Linked DNA regions of Hordeum vulgare: region 1 is linked to region 2. A link is a contact called in public Hi-C data. All regions are on one chromosome and are shown on one strand. The core of a region is the stretch at or near the end of the contact, and the rest is flanking DNA. Distances in the headings are between cores, read along the strand shown. Region 1 holds the start of LOC123449857 (54S ribosomal protein L19, mitochondrial-like). Region 2 holds the start of LOC123449855 (plasmodesmata-located protein 3-like).

Evidence for each region. A called contact is a pair of places that touch in the nucleus more often than the background predicts.
Region 1: a contact with region 2 is called in a Hi-C map of seedling, with 3 times the contacts expected there. The contact joins the promoter of LOC123449857 here to the promoter of LOC123449855 in region 2. A contact is called at or near these places in 2 of 6 Hi-C or Micro-C datasets (leaf and seedling).

The regions. Positions count from the first base shown.
Region 1 is chr4H:593,089,097-593,095,895 of MorexV3_pseudomolecules_assembly, reverse strand. LOC123449857 (54S ribosomal protein L19, mitochondrial-like) reads left to right here and starts at 1,564. Exons shown (of 2, transcript XM_045127209.1): 1 at 1,564-1,712; 2 at 3,050-3,929. The coding sequence starts at 3,068. The coding sequence ends at 3,532. LOC123449856 reads right to left here and starts at 6,350. Exons shown (of 2, transcript XM_045127207.1): 1 at 4,728-6,350; 2 at 4,183-4,652. The coding sequence starts at 5,366. The coding sequence ends at 4,341. It also overlaps the pseudogene LOC123450865.
Region 2 is chr4H:592,846,387-592,853,806 of MorexV3_pseudomolecules_assembly, reverse strand. LOC123449855 (plasmodesmata-located protein 3-like) reads left to right here and starts at 4,405. Exons shown (of 3, transcript XM_045127206.1): 1 at 4,405-5,285; 2 at 6,260-6,367; 3 at 6,483-6,956. The coding sequence starts at 4,523. The coding sequence ends at 6,490.

The DNA of each region.
Region 1 (6,799 bases), core at 315-2,814, 240 kb before region 2:
GCGTCAGCCCACCGTTCATCGTTGGGGTCCTAGGTCGATGTTTCTTTAAGCTCGATGTTAAAGAGCGCGGCCTGCTTCTGCATACGCATGTCCTCGTGATAGGCGGCTCGCTTCGTGCTCCTCTCCTCCTTTGCGTGAACAATTCACGCTCGTCGAAGAAGTCCCGCGGGAACTATTGGCTCCGCACCGCCATTGCCTTCTCGTCCATCTCAGCGATGCTGAGGCAGTGCTCCTGCCTATGGTTCTGGCGACGGTCCTCTTCGGTGACAAGCCGTGGGGGAGGCGCTAGCCGTTGCGCCCACTCTAACATCATCACCTCGGGGAAGTTCATCTCCCCACGAGGCGCATCTCGCCGAAGCGGATCTCGACATAGAAGGTGCTGGAGGGGCGCGCGCGGACGCCGCGGTAGCCCGAGCTTCCCTGGCGGCGGCGAGGCGAGAAAGAAGAGCGACGGAGAGGGCGCGTGGCGAGGAAGAGCAGAAAGAAGGCGCGTAACGAGGCAAAACAGTGAAGGGGCGCTGAATTTATAGCGCGCGTCCGCACGCGGCAAAATTACTGCCCATCCCCCCCACCCCGGCTTTTTCCCGCGCACGCGCGCCCTTTTTTTTGCTCGACACTTTTTTCCGCACCCAGGGAACGTACATTTGATTTGGCGCGTCTGTTGAAGATGCTTATTTTTTTCAATGATTCATGCAAAAATATTCAGATTTTTGTGCAATTTTTTTTTTACTTTTAGGATTTAACTATTCATACGGGTTCATTTCAGCTCTAGTTGAGAATAGCTGCGTCCCTGAAAAAACCTGTATTTCGGAGCAGTTTTTTTTAAATGGGGTAGCAGAATTTTTTTATGCTCGGCGTAGACACTGCTCATGATCCGGATATACTCCAAGGTACGGTGCATGCGGTTCTACTTGACAGCTTAGGCAAGTTCTTAATAGCAGGAAACGACATAACGGCTCTTTGCTTTGGGTTGAATCTGGCTCAGTCCTTCTGATGCACAAGATTGATCATAAATTCTAATATATAGAAGGTTATTTCAAGAAAGTTGGCAACTTCTTTAAGGCAGCATCTGCAATATTTGAGGATTGTTATCACATAGCTCGAGAGTTTTTCTCAAGTTTGGTATGAGCACTGCCATTGAGAAGGAAATTCAGTAGAGCGTGAATTGGTTTGAATTGCTAGATTTGTATGAGCTGGTACTTTTTGTTGAGACCACATGCTTATAAGCGATGCTACTTTGATTACTGTCTAATAAGGAGTGTTGAAATCTTCAAAGATGGGTGTGGCTAGGTCTCACATGCCTGAGACTTAACCAAATCTCAATCAAGTGATAAAACATACATATTTTTTTTATAAACCTTTCATGAAAGACCGAAGGATTATAGCATCCATTGAAACATAACGAAGTCTCAGTCAATCAAAACTGTAAAAAGATAAAAGATAGAGAAAGTAATATCCACATCTCTTCGTTCGACTAGGCAAGGCCGGCCCACCCTGCTCTGCTGGGCTCGCTTCCCCTGTGTACATTCCCCAGCCCATCCCGGTCCTCCTTCCCCTTGTTGGGTCTGCATAATGTGACGACGGAAGGCCGATTTAGGGTTTTAGCCCAGCCGCAGCCATTCTCCAACCTCCGTCCGTGCTCTGCTCCCCGTGCGGAAGGCGGCTGGCCGGCGGCAGCTACGGCGGCGCGCGACCGGACGACGTACACGCAGGTCAGTTTTGCTCCGTCACAACGGGATCTGACCTCAGGTTCTCGTCCCGTGAAAAACTCTAGCCGAGCGCCCGCGGCTGCCAAGAACGCCGCCGTTTTGGTATCCCCTTCATGTCCATGGGGTCTGCGTAGATTTGCGTGTTTAGATCTAAAGGAACCCCGTACTGGAACTCCTGCCGCAGAGAGTGCTCCTTCTTGGCGGCAGACTCGAATTTGTCACTTAGATGCAACTATTTTGTACGTACTAGGCATAATTTTGCCTTATTTATGTTCAGAACGTGTCGTTTCAGTTCAAGAGTGATGATTGAAGGCGTGGAACATATGAACTCCGAATTTGTCACTTAGATGCATGCCTTTGTTGACCAAACACCGTCAATAACAGTCTCTTTGGTCATTTTGGGTTTAAAGAGCCAGAGCCTTCTCTTTTATCTCAATTTACTGGAAAATGCCCTGCAGATAGTTGTTGTTTAATGTGAATGTAAAAATCTTGATTATTTAGATACCATTGCACCACGAGGTTTGGCTGAAACATGGTTGAAGCATTACATTTCTAGGAAGAACTTTGTTCTGTACCTGCTTTGTTAAAGTTCGTACATTAACGGTTGTGGCGTAGTTTGAATTTCCCAAGTGGGAGATGTTGTGCTATGTTCCTATGGCTATGCTGAAGGGAATAGAAGTATTGTGTATTTAGCTTATCTTAGCCTTATGGTATGTCTGTTACATGGCGTTTTCAGTTCAGAGTAGTGATTGGAGGCAAGTAACTGATGAGGTCTGAATTTGTCACTTAGACATACAATTATGGTTATTAGCCTATCTTAGACTTATGGTATGTTTGGTAAGTGGTGTTTTAGTTCAGAATAATGTTTGGAGGCAAGTAACTAAGGAGTCTGCATTTTATGCCTTGCATACCATGCTTTTGCTGAAGGACCCTCTTTACCAAAACAGTCTCTTTGGGGACATTCTTGCAAGCAATTGCATGGTTGTTCATCCATTGTTGGTCACATAGCCAAAACAGTCTCTTTGGGGGCATTCTTGCAAGCAATTGCATGGTTGTTCATCCATTGTTGGTCACATAGTTTCTTTGTGGGAAATCGTACACCTTTTTCAAGTAAGTTTCTAAGAAGGCGGACTAAGAACAGTTGGAGTTTACTTCAGAAACCTTTTTGTTTTGACAAAAACATTTTGTTTCAGAAATCCTTGTTTGTTCTTCACTTAAATTACTCTTTTGAGTGGATCTTCATTTTGGTTACTTATTATGTCCCACTAGCTACTGATAATTTGTTATGAGTAGTTTCTTTGTAAACATGCCATATTGATTGATGCCAGTTTTTACCGCAGATCTGCTAAAGGAGCAACATGGCAACACTTAAAGATGTGGCAACACGGAAACCTATTCTAGCAACAATCCGCCTCCTGGTTCCTGCTGGAGCAGCCCGCCCGGCACCACCTGTCGGACCAGCTCTGGGTTTCTACAGGCTCAATCTGATGGCATTCTGCAAGGATTTCAACGCCAGGACGCAGAAGTACAAGGCAGAGACTCCGATGCAAGTCACGCTGACCGCCTACAAGGACAGCACCTTCGAGTTTGTGGTCAAGTCGCCATCGGTCTCATGGTTCCTCAAGAAAGCGGCGGGCATCGAGAGCGCGAGCAGCCGTCCGGGCCACAACATGGTGACGTCCCTCTCGCTCCGCCATGTCTATGAGATCGCAAAGCTGAAGCAGTCCGACCCGTTCTGCAAGCACATGTCCCTCGAGGCCCTGTGCAAGTCCATCATCGGCACGGCCAAGTCCATGGGCATTGAAATCGTGAAGGATCTCTGACCGGTCTGGCTGGACTAGCTCTCAGGCATATTTTTTTATCTTGTGTTCATCTACAGCCAGTCTAGTTTCGTCTGATTTGAAAGAAAGGTAGGGATGGGATTTATCTGTCGAAATCTGGCGGCGCCCGTCTTGGTGATCAGTTTGTATCATGTGACAGTTTTCTTCAGTGTAACCATTTGGTGGTGGTCGGGTAGTAAGTTTCTGCCTCCCTCTACTACTCCCCCTGTTCCAAAATAAATGTCATGGTTTTAGTTCAAATTTGAAGTATTTTGCACTGAACTTGTTGAAATGGCAACTTGAGCGCCTTCCATGTCAAGATGCTGGCATGCTAAGTGGGCGTTGTAACTGAACTTCATTTTAGGTATCGTGGGCATGAATGTGTTGTAGCTTTCAATAATGCTCTTCTCCACATACTGGTAGGACGTGCATGTGTTGTAGATTTCCACTCAGTAGTTTCATTGTTATTTGTTGCACCGGTTTTAGTTTAATTGAAGATATCTTGGGTCACATTACACTTTGGCCCTAAACAATCCTTTCTTAGGAAGGTTTTTTTTTCCTGTTTCTCCTCTGGACCATGAGCTGAATTTCCTTAACTGAATCTGGATTACTAAAGTAAAAAAGATCTGACTGAAGAAATGCAACACCGGAGGGGATCGGAATATACTTGTTCACTATAGCAAGCAATACAGGCAGGCTGGAGTCTGGACGACTAGGAATTATTGGGAGAGAATCTACTGGTGCTGAAGCAGCTACACTAGCTCCGATCAGCGTCGGCTTCAGCTTCAGAGAGACCGCGGCGAGGTTCAGCTCAGCTCGTGGCGGAAGCCATGGACGGGTGAGCGGCCGGGAACCCGGCGTAGCTCATGGCATCGTCGCCGTCTTCGGGGCCGGGGCCGGCGCCGTCGTCGGTGTCCCACAGGAAGGCGGCCTGCGCGGCGAGGACGTGGGTGTTGTGCGGGTCGGCCCTGGCCGCCCGGTCGAAGTAGCTGGAGGCGCGCTCCTCGTCGCCGTGCACCTCCCACACCAGCTTGGCGTACTCCGACAGCAGCTCGCCGTCGTTGGGGTCCGCCAGGATCGCGCGGGAGTAGTACTCCTCCGCCCTCCGGCGATCCCCCTTCACCTGCGACATTCCGATCATCATCTCCAGATCTGAGCTGCAATGGCGAGAGTGGAGCAGCGAGGGTGGGTGCCTTACCTGGTAGAGGAACTGCGCGTAGTTCCTGAGGAAGAGGCCGTTGCAGGGGTCCTCGTCGATGAGCCTCTTGTAGTGGATCTCGATGCCGGAGCCGTCCCCTCCCCCGCCGCCGGAGGCCACCAGGTAGCCGCCGCCGTCGATGCCGCCGGCACCGCCGCAGTCGGCGTTCAGCAGGCCCGACCCCAGCCGGTCGATCCCGAGGCCCCTGGCCAGGAACAGCGGGTGCTCCTGCGCGTGCATGCTGCTGCCGAGGCCGAGCGCCCCGAAGCTCGTCTCTCGGTCATCGTCCTCATCCTCCTCCTCCTCGTCCCTGTCCCCGTCGCGCGCCGTGAAGGACCGGATCGTCTCGAGCGCCGGCCTGGACCGCGGCGGCAGGTGGTGGTGGTGGAGGTCGTCCGCGCGGCCGCCCAGCGCGGCCAGGTTGCCGTCCGAGCACGCGCGGCGCAGGCCGCCCCCGCGAGAGCGCTCGTGGTCGGAGGACAGGCTGCAGGAGATGGGCGACGGGTGGTACGCGACCGTGGGCGAGGACTCGGCGAAGTGGACGGCCGGGGAGTGGCCGCCGCCGCCGCCGCCGCCGCCGGCCCCGGAGGTGGCGTGCAGCGCGCCGAGCACCGGCGTGGACGCGCTCCTCACCAGCATCGCTTCACGTTCTGGCTGCCGCTGGCACCGGCACCGGCACGAGCAGCTGTGTTCAGGACCAGGCTACAGCACGAGGGTCTGCCGCTGACGCTGGTTGTTGTTGGAGGTTGTTGTAGCGTGTAGCAGCGCCTCGGATTTATAGGTGGTGGAGAGGAGAGGAGAGGAACGGCGGCTTGGGCTTGGCCGGCACCGGCATGTGAAGCACGGCCGAGCCGAGCGTGGGGTGTGTGGGCGCGGGAATGGCCGGTGCGGGTGGCCTCTGCCTCGACGGCCGCACGTCCCGTCGTCTACGGTCTACGGTATGGCCTCTCCCTTTCCGGCCCGTGTTGTTTTGCGCTTCTGGAGAGTGGGTGAGACTCACGAAGCCGTCGTCACGCCTCGCCGGGTCTGTGGCTCTGAGTAGTACTGGTTGGGCGGTACAAAGTTGGCCGAGCGCCATGACCGGACAATCATTCGAGCTATCGTCTACGTCGGGACTCGGGAGTGTGGTCTCGGGAGCTCTACAGTGGTTTCAGATGGTAGGTACACATGTGGCCGTGTGAGTGGTGTGCAGAGGTCGGGGAGCATTCCTCCTTTTCAAAAAAAAAAATCACATAGAAAATTACAATTAGCATGTTATTCCACCACCACGTGCCATTTCGGCAGTTGCTCAACTCTAGGAAAACCTCAAATCTCACTTCTCTTTTTGGCTGCCAGCTTCCAGTCGGAGCAATCAAAAAATCGTTTCGCTCATCACCTCCAGGTTTCCTGTCACCAGGCATGGCTGCCACTATTTGCACCCTTTTGGCATAGTTTAGGACGATCTGAATCCATTCTTGATTTTTTTTCTGGATCTGATTCTTTTTCTACTGTCATCCACTGTGACGACAGACATTCACACCCTATCACTGACCCTGTTGACCCGAAGACGTTGTCTGCGTTGACCCGACCCTTATCGTCACAAAGAGTGACGGCAGGTTGTGACTGTGTAACGTCACAATGGATGACGATAGGAAAAAAATCAGATTCAATTTTATTTTCACGAGCAGGATTGGACCAGGTTAAAGTTAAAAAAAATGATCAAAACCATGAATTTGGTCCCGAGTAGAAGGTGAGGAGAGGCCTAAATGAGCCCTACGTTTGAGGTTGAGGGGAACCCTTGTGGACTCATCGTCACAATCAATGAATGTATCGACCCCTCACTTTTGACTCAGCTAGCTCCGACATGAGTTTTTTCACTGCCCTGGATTCTTGCCGGTGCATTACTTGCAAGATTAAACAGCGTGTTACCAACACATGCGCAATCCAGGATGAAACAATAGAAGTGTGTGAACGTGCCAAAAGTTGATGCAATCTGGCCCACCACACATCAACCATCACATCGTCAGATCAAATCACTGCATGCATTCGCACAGTTTACAGCATGGTCAGAAGAATTCCTTGTTGCGATGTGA
Region 2 (7,420 bases), core at 3,156-5,655:
CAAAACGCGTCCGCGCCGACCCATTTCCGGCCCAAATTTGGGACTGAAATGCGTCGGCGCGGACGCGCGCGCACCCCCTCGGTGTTCGCCCCCCAACCACCGTGGTCAACATAATTTATGATGGCCGCCATCCTCGGGCCCACGCGTCGGCGACCGCGGCCGGCCTTTTTTAATCCGAGCGTGCGATGGGTTCCGCCATCTGCTTCCAGAAGCCGCCCCCCGTCCCCATCTCGCCACCTCCTCGGCGACCGAGCGACCAAACCCTAGCCCACCATGGCCGGCGAGTTCCCAAACAAGGGCAAGGCCCTGCTTTTCCCCCACGCCACCTCCTCGCCATCGTCTTCCCACCGACGTTGCAAGCGCCGTGAGAGTCCCGGTGCACCAAGCGCGGTGGCACTGGGAGCACCGTGTGGCACTCCCTTACCCCGACGTCACGTTGCCGCACGACTGGCATCTGGATCCGGAGAGGATTCCGGTGCCGGCCGTGCCGCGGTCGACGCGAGTGCATGCATAGGAGGTGACCAAGCGAGGGCGTATGCTGATGGCGGAGCAGCGGCGAGATCCCACATACGCAACTGACTCCCCTAAATGGGAGGCGTGGTTCGCGGTGGAGCACGAGGAGCAGCGCCGCACATGGCGTGCGCCAAGTGCAGCCAGGAGGCCCTCTGCCGCCCCCCGTCTGTCGTCAGCGACGAGGACCAGGAGGCTGAGGCCGTCTACCAGGCGGCGCTCGCTGGTGTCCTCCGCGACAGCGAGGAAGAAGCGCGACGCATGGCCGAAGAGGAGGCGACGTGCAGCAGCTCGCGGAGGCCATGGCACTATCAGCCGCTCGCGACAGCGTCGTGCCACCTCCGCCGGAGCTCGAGCTGCCGCGGGAGGTCTACCAGTGGACCGACGTTGTCAGGAGTTCGTGAGTGCGCCGCCCATCTGGCTGGGTGCGACCCCGCTGTAGGAGCAGGCCTACCTCGAGCATTGGAGGTTGGTGCACCTGCAGGCCGAGTATGCCGAAGGCCTGCGGCTCATGGAGCTGGAGAAGGAGGAGGATGAGGAGCGACGGAAGACGGAGGAGGATGAGCGTGCTCGTGCTGCTGCGCTGCCACCACCACCACCACAGCCTGCACCGACGGGGCAGACGATGAAGGCGTAGGCAGTTGCGTTCTGGAACTCGGAGTTCCCTTGGGCCGGCCCCGCACCAACGCTGGTCGGCCTCACCGGCTCCGACGCCGATGCCGACGCCGCCTAGGGCTGCATGGACGCAGTTTTATGTTCTTTTTTAATTTTTATTTAATGTAATGCGGACGCGACACGTGGAGTATCGCCGACTTTTGTGGCCCGTTTTTAATTTTTAATTATGTATATGTTTCTTTTCGCGGACGAAACGACCAATATTGATCGCACGAGCCGACACATTTACGAAAACGGACGTTCGTGTCCGTTGACCGAACCAAACGGAAAAAAAAAAAAGAACGAAATCGCTCGCCCGGTTGGAATTTCCCTCAACCCCGTGTGCGAGAGACTCTGCGCAGATGCCAAGACGGCGCAACCCTTGACGCCCGGGACCCAAAAACCCCCACCCGCAGCCACCGTACGTGCATCGCTCCAGGCACCGTACGCGGAAACATGGTCGTCTTGCTCACCAAACCCCGTACGCACTGCACTTATTACCATGACTGCTAGCGGTAGCAGATGGATTGTTTTTCGCCGCCAGCGTCGCTCTCGTGCCGATCTGAAGACAGAAGAGTTTATTCAAAAGGTTGCCATCATATTCACCACCCCTCGCAGTCCCGTCGTCTCCATCGGCAAAGCTTCGGCGTCCCTTTCCACCAGACCAAGCCATCTTTACTTATCGAGTATCATTATCGTTATCATGGTGCTTCACTACCAAGTCAAAAAAAAAAAAAAAAACAAGTCGAGTAAGAGATGGACATTGTCCTCTAAGAAAATGGTTTATGTATACTAGCAAATAAGCACGTGCGTTGCAACGAAAGAAAAAAATAACACACGTTCTGAACGCAATATATTTTCACATGACATCACATTTGTGTTACCGACGATGACCTCAGTGCACACATAACGAAAATGCATTTGAATGTACAGTCAGTCGGAATAAGATGAAAAATATGTTGTTTCTCCCTACGAGATTTTACAAAGGTGTGCATGTGTGGTTAACGATGTTTTCTTTCCTCTCAATTTGGTTTTAATTTAATGGATGTTTATTGCAATTCGTTTGATCGCCGGAAAGAGAAAAAAAAGGAACGTGCACTACAGATTAAATTTGCATCAAAAATAATATATAAGAAGTATTCAAGAGTTAAAAATAACATTCTATTTAGATTCTACACATTTTTTCAATCAAATTTCATATATAACATGTTAAAATCAGAGTTACGGTTTAAAAGATATGGATAATTTTGTTTTAGATAAAATATGGATAGATTAACTGAAAAGTCAGTTTTTTTAAAACGGAAAAAAACGTTTCGGCTGACTTACATAGGGAGGACGGGTTGAATACGTGAAACATTAGAAAGTTTTCTAAAAAATGCAAAAAACGATTCGGCTATGACTAAAAGATGGACTGCGGGTTGATTATCTAAAACTGTGAGGGTGTTTCTGCAAAATGACAAAAACGGGTCGTTGTGACTTAAAATTGGACTGCGAGTTAATTATATAAAACTGCGAGGACTTTTCTGCAAAATGACCGACGACGGACAACAAAAGCGTTGCGCGCTTTATTATTAGGGGAGACTTAGGCCAAATCCACCGCACGATCCGAAACGGATGTCCGGTTTGACCGGATTTTGTTCGTTTGAGACAACAATAGGTTCGTCCATGTCCGCTTTTGTCTGTTGGGTCGTGCATGTGCCCACCACGCGGCCGCATCCCAAACCATGTCCGTGTTGGACTTGATTAAAAAATAGAAAAACTTAACTAAAAAGTAAATAAACGCACTTAAAAAAACTTAAAACATAACATTAACATAAAAAAACGGCCCAGTTTTCACGGCCACAAAAACAACCCAGTTTAACATAATTAACATAAAAAAAGCCCGTTGATGCCGTAACCGTTGACGTCTTCACTGGTCGTCGGTGTCGTCGTCGTCGCCGTCGCTAACGAGGTCGACGTAGGCCAGTGGCGTCCAGGGATGTGCCGGGGTCCGTGGTGCGCGGGGGCGGGCTGGAAGCTGGCAGGTGCGTGCAACACCTCCTCCTGTGGCGAGACATCCCGCTCCGGTGACCGCGGTGGCGTGGGGCACCAGTTCACGCCCCCACTGCGTGCGCCATCTCCGGCTCCGTGCACGACCAGCTTCATTGTTGGCCCACTAGATCCGGAGGGAACGCGACCACCGGGGCGTCCTCCATCACCTCCTCCTCCTTCACCAGCTCGTGGATGACGACGTCGCCGGACACAGAGAGGGCCATCGCGTCCTCTAGGCCCGGCCATTGGCGTTCATCATGCGTCATCATGAAGTCCTCCATGACACGCTGCATGAGCCAGGCCTCCTCCTGCGCTGTCATGCGAGGAGGTGGAGGTGGTGACGGAGATGGGGAAGGCGACGACGTGGGCATGAGGCCGCGCACCCGTGTACGCCTGCGCACCTCCCGTGGCCGCCGCGACCCCGACACCGTGCCGGCGAAGTAGGAGGCGCGCTGCACGTCGTGCTCGTTCCTGAGCCATGTGTCCCACAGGGTGAAGTCGACGGCGTAGCTGTTGTCGTAGTACATGTCATCGGGAAGGAGGCGGGGCGGCGCTCGATCTCGCTCGGCGCGCACGACCGCTCGTCGGCACCGGCGGAATCGGGACCCGGTCGACGGAGATGTGTCAGACGTTGGGGAGGTGGACGTCGCTCCACGGTACGAGCGTTGGGGAGCATGTATGCGTTCGAAAATGGATCGTTACGTACATAAAACAGACACGATGGATCCGGACCGTCCCGCGATGGGCCGAAAGGTTTGTCCTTTTTACCTCGAACGGACGGGACCACAGACAGGATGGGGTCGGACGATGGAGTCAGAGTAAAGAAATGGTTCATATACCTATCCAATCGAAAGAGCAGTTTCGCGTCCCCTCCTCCGTGTTTCCCTCCTGCCGTTGCAAGCTTTGAGCCGTACTAGTAGAGCCAAGAAGTTATCCGGTCCATGGCCTGTGCACGCAACGCAACAGCAAACCAACAGATTTGCGCAGCACTGCTCACCCAAACTGCGTGCTTTTCTCCCCGTTCCAAAAAAAAAAAAAAACGCGTGCTTTTCTCTGCCACCCCATTAACTGCGCGGCATTACCATCGTCAGCTGAAACGGACGCCCCCTCCCAAATAAATCACACACAAAACAAGTGTGGAGCCACCTGACCTGACACGCGGAGAGCGAGAGAGAAAGAGAACGAAGCGAAGCAACCAGCAGCAGGCCGCAACTCGCAAGCGCATACACACCACCACCACCGCCAGACCAGCGCCAAAACAGGGGGTGGTGGAGTGAGCTCTGCTTCCGGCGCAACACCGAGGGCAACCACACAGACCCCCGGCCAGATGGGCGCCGGCGGCCTCCTCCTCGCCGCCGCCGCCGTGCTCGCCCTCATCCTCTCCACGGCGCCGCGCCCGGCGTCGTGCGCCGACCTGTACGCCGTCGTCTACAAGGGCTGCGCCAACCAGACGTTCCCGGGGGGAAGCCCGCCGCCCACCGTCGCGGCGCTCTCCTCGGCGCTTGCCGCGCAGTCGGCCTCCGCCAAGTTCTACAAGACCTCCTCGGCCTCCGCCTCCTCGGCCTCCGCCTCCGTCTTCGGCCTCTTCCAGTGCCGCGGCGACCTGTCCGGCCCGGACTGCTCCTCCTGCGTCGCCCGGGCCATGTCCTCCTGGCGCGACCTCTGCGGCGCCGCCGTCGCCGCGCGGGTCCAGCTCAACGGCTGCCTCGCGCTCTACGAGATCTCCGGCTTCCCCCAGGTCTCCGGCGTCCAGATGCTCTTCAAGACCTGCGGCTCCGGCGCTGGCGGCGACGGCGGCGCCCCGGACTTCGAGACGCGCCGCGGCACCGCCTTCAGCCAGCTCGAGGGGGGCGCGGGCACCAGCGCGGGGGGCTTCTTCGCCACCAGCTTCCAGCAGGTCTACGCGCTGGCGCAGTGCGAGGGCGACCTCTCCAACGTCGACTGCAGCAACTGCGTCACCCAGGCCGTGCAGCGCGTCGCCGTCGAGTGCGGCGGCGCCCCCTCCGGCCAGGTCTACCTCGACAAGTGCTACATTACCTACAGCTACTACCCCCACGGCGTGCCCCGTGGCGGCGGCGGCGGCCTCGGAGGTACTTCTATACTACCTTTCCTTTCCTTTCCTTTCCTCCTGGCTTCCATTTAATTTCTGCCGGCGCATTTCATTCCATTCCAACCACACTTAGAATATTGATTCGCTTCATTCTGCAGTGATCCAATCTGAAATCTGAATAGCGAATATTAGATTGCATGTGTTCAGCACTTTGGGCAAAATGTGGTAGGATTGTGTAGCTTGCTTCATGATTCTTGCTAGTACTGGCTAGTTTAAGCATGTGAACTGCTGTCGGTGGATTTGTTTGTAGTACATGTGTAGGTGAGATCCTGGCATGATTCTCTGGTTTGGAATCGATTGATGGGGATTGATTGAGGGAGCGCCTTGTGTTCCTTGGTTTGGTGGATTTTGGCCACTCGTCTGGACGAATTTGTAGTACTATTAAATATGGATTAGTGCCCTCTCAGGTGCTAACCATTTGGATTACAAACAAGCATTGGATGGTCCAGTGTTTGGTAGGTAGGAGTTATGATTTATGAGCGTATCTTCCCGATGTCAAAGTGGAACTCTGATGCAGACAGTGGCATGATCTTGTTTCTTTCTTGGTTGGTCAGCTTAAGATTTGAGGGACAGCGTTCAACTGATCTTGTTCCAGCTTTCTTTTGTCAATTATGCTTGTTTTTTGCACTGTTTAGTCCATCATCACTGATAACTCCATTATACTACTTCGTTTCTGAGCTTAGAAGTAGCGTATGGCAGCAGGTGCCTAGATTAGCGAGTTCTTTATGCATCTGTCTGCTCGGTCTTTGAGAAAAGCTGTTTTCCACTAGCACCTAGTAGCAGTAGTACTCGTACATTGTTTGATGCCAGGACCTTTTCTTTTCTGGATTTACTGGAGATAGGCATTGTATGATTGTACCCATGATTAGACGTGGTATCATCATCCCTAGTTTGATTTTTATTTTGATCTGTGAACTTTGGCCATTCATTCTCCTCCTTGTGCATCCATCTCAGGGCAGCAGACGGCCAAGACTGTGGCCATCGTGCTGGGTGGAGCCTTGGCCCTGGGTTTCCTGGTCATCTGCCTGCTCTTCGCCCGAAGCCTGGTCAAGAAGAAGGACGGTGAGTCGACACTGTTCATTTTGCCAGTGTTGAGTTTGCAGCAACCAACCATTGCTCCAAAATCTAAATCTCCTGCATATATATTATCCTGAACAATTTGTGTGCTTGCTTGCAGATTACTGACCTGGAGGCATGGAGGGAGGAGGAGGTAGCAACTGGACAAGGGAAAGCATTGGGGCATGGTGTGCATTTTCGATAGGGGCGTTGGACGGTGGTGAGTGGGATACAGAGGGGACTGTTTTTTGGCTCTTGTTCCTCTCTCTGGCCATGTGGTGTGAGGGGTGCCATACCCACATCGCATGCACGATGAGAGATGAGAGATGAGAGAGAGGGGTAAAGGAGAGGAGGCAAGTTCAGAAAAAGAAACTGTTCTTTCCTTTGGGGCTGGCTGGCTGGCTGGGGCTCATGTGAATCGGTTGGAATTCAAGATGGTTTTTTGTCTTTGGGCTGCACTATTACCACCCTCTCTTGGTTGCTTAATTTAGGTAGGGTTCTAGGAGTACATTGATTGATTCTCTTGTTTTCCTGAGAGGAAACTACATGTAGTCCTTCTATGCAGAAAGTAATCTTAGATTAGTCTCCTGTGTGATCTGATAAGTGTTTGCAGCTAGCCGCAGATTTAGAATCTGACCTGGTTGGATAGTTTCCATGGTAACGTTTCTAAACTACTACTCCCTCCGTTCTTTAAATATAACCCATTTTGAAGATTTCAATGTGAACTATATACGCATTTATATAGACATATTTTCGAGTGGAGTGTAGGTTCATTCATTCTGCTCCGTATCTAGTTTATGTTGAAATCTCTAAAAATGCCTTATATTTAGGAACAGAGGGAGTAGTATCTTCTAGAGCAGGGCTTTCACTTAGTTTTTGTTGTTCAGTGCTGCTGACTTTTACTGCTCGTCCACACTGCCGACCTCGGAACCTGCCGCTGGATGGAGCCAATGTGTAGTAGGGATAAGGGTTGGGATCGTCAGAGTCGCATGGCCCGATCACAAGATGTGTTTGAATGCAAAATTTGTTTCCTCTTGGTAGGCGTATGCATGCCAGCCG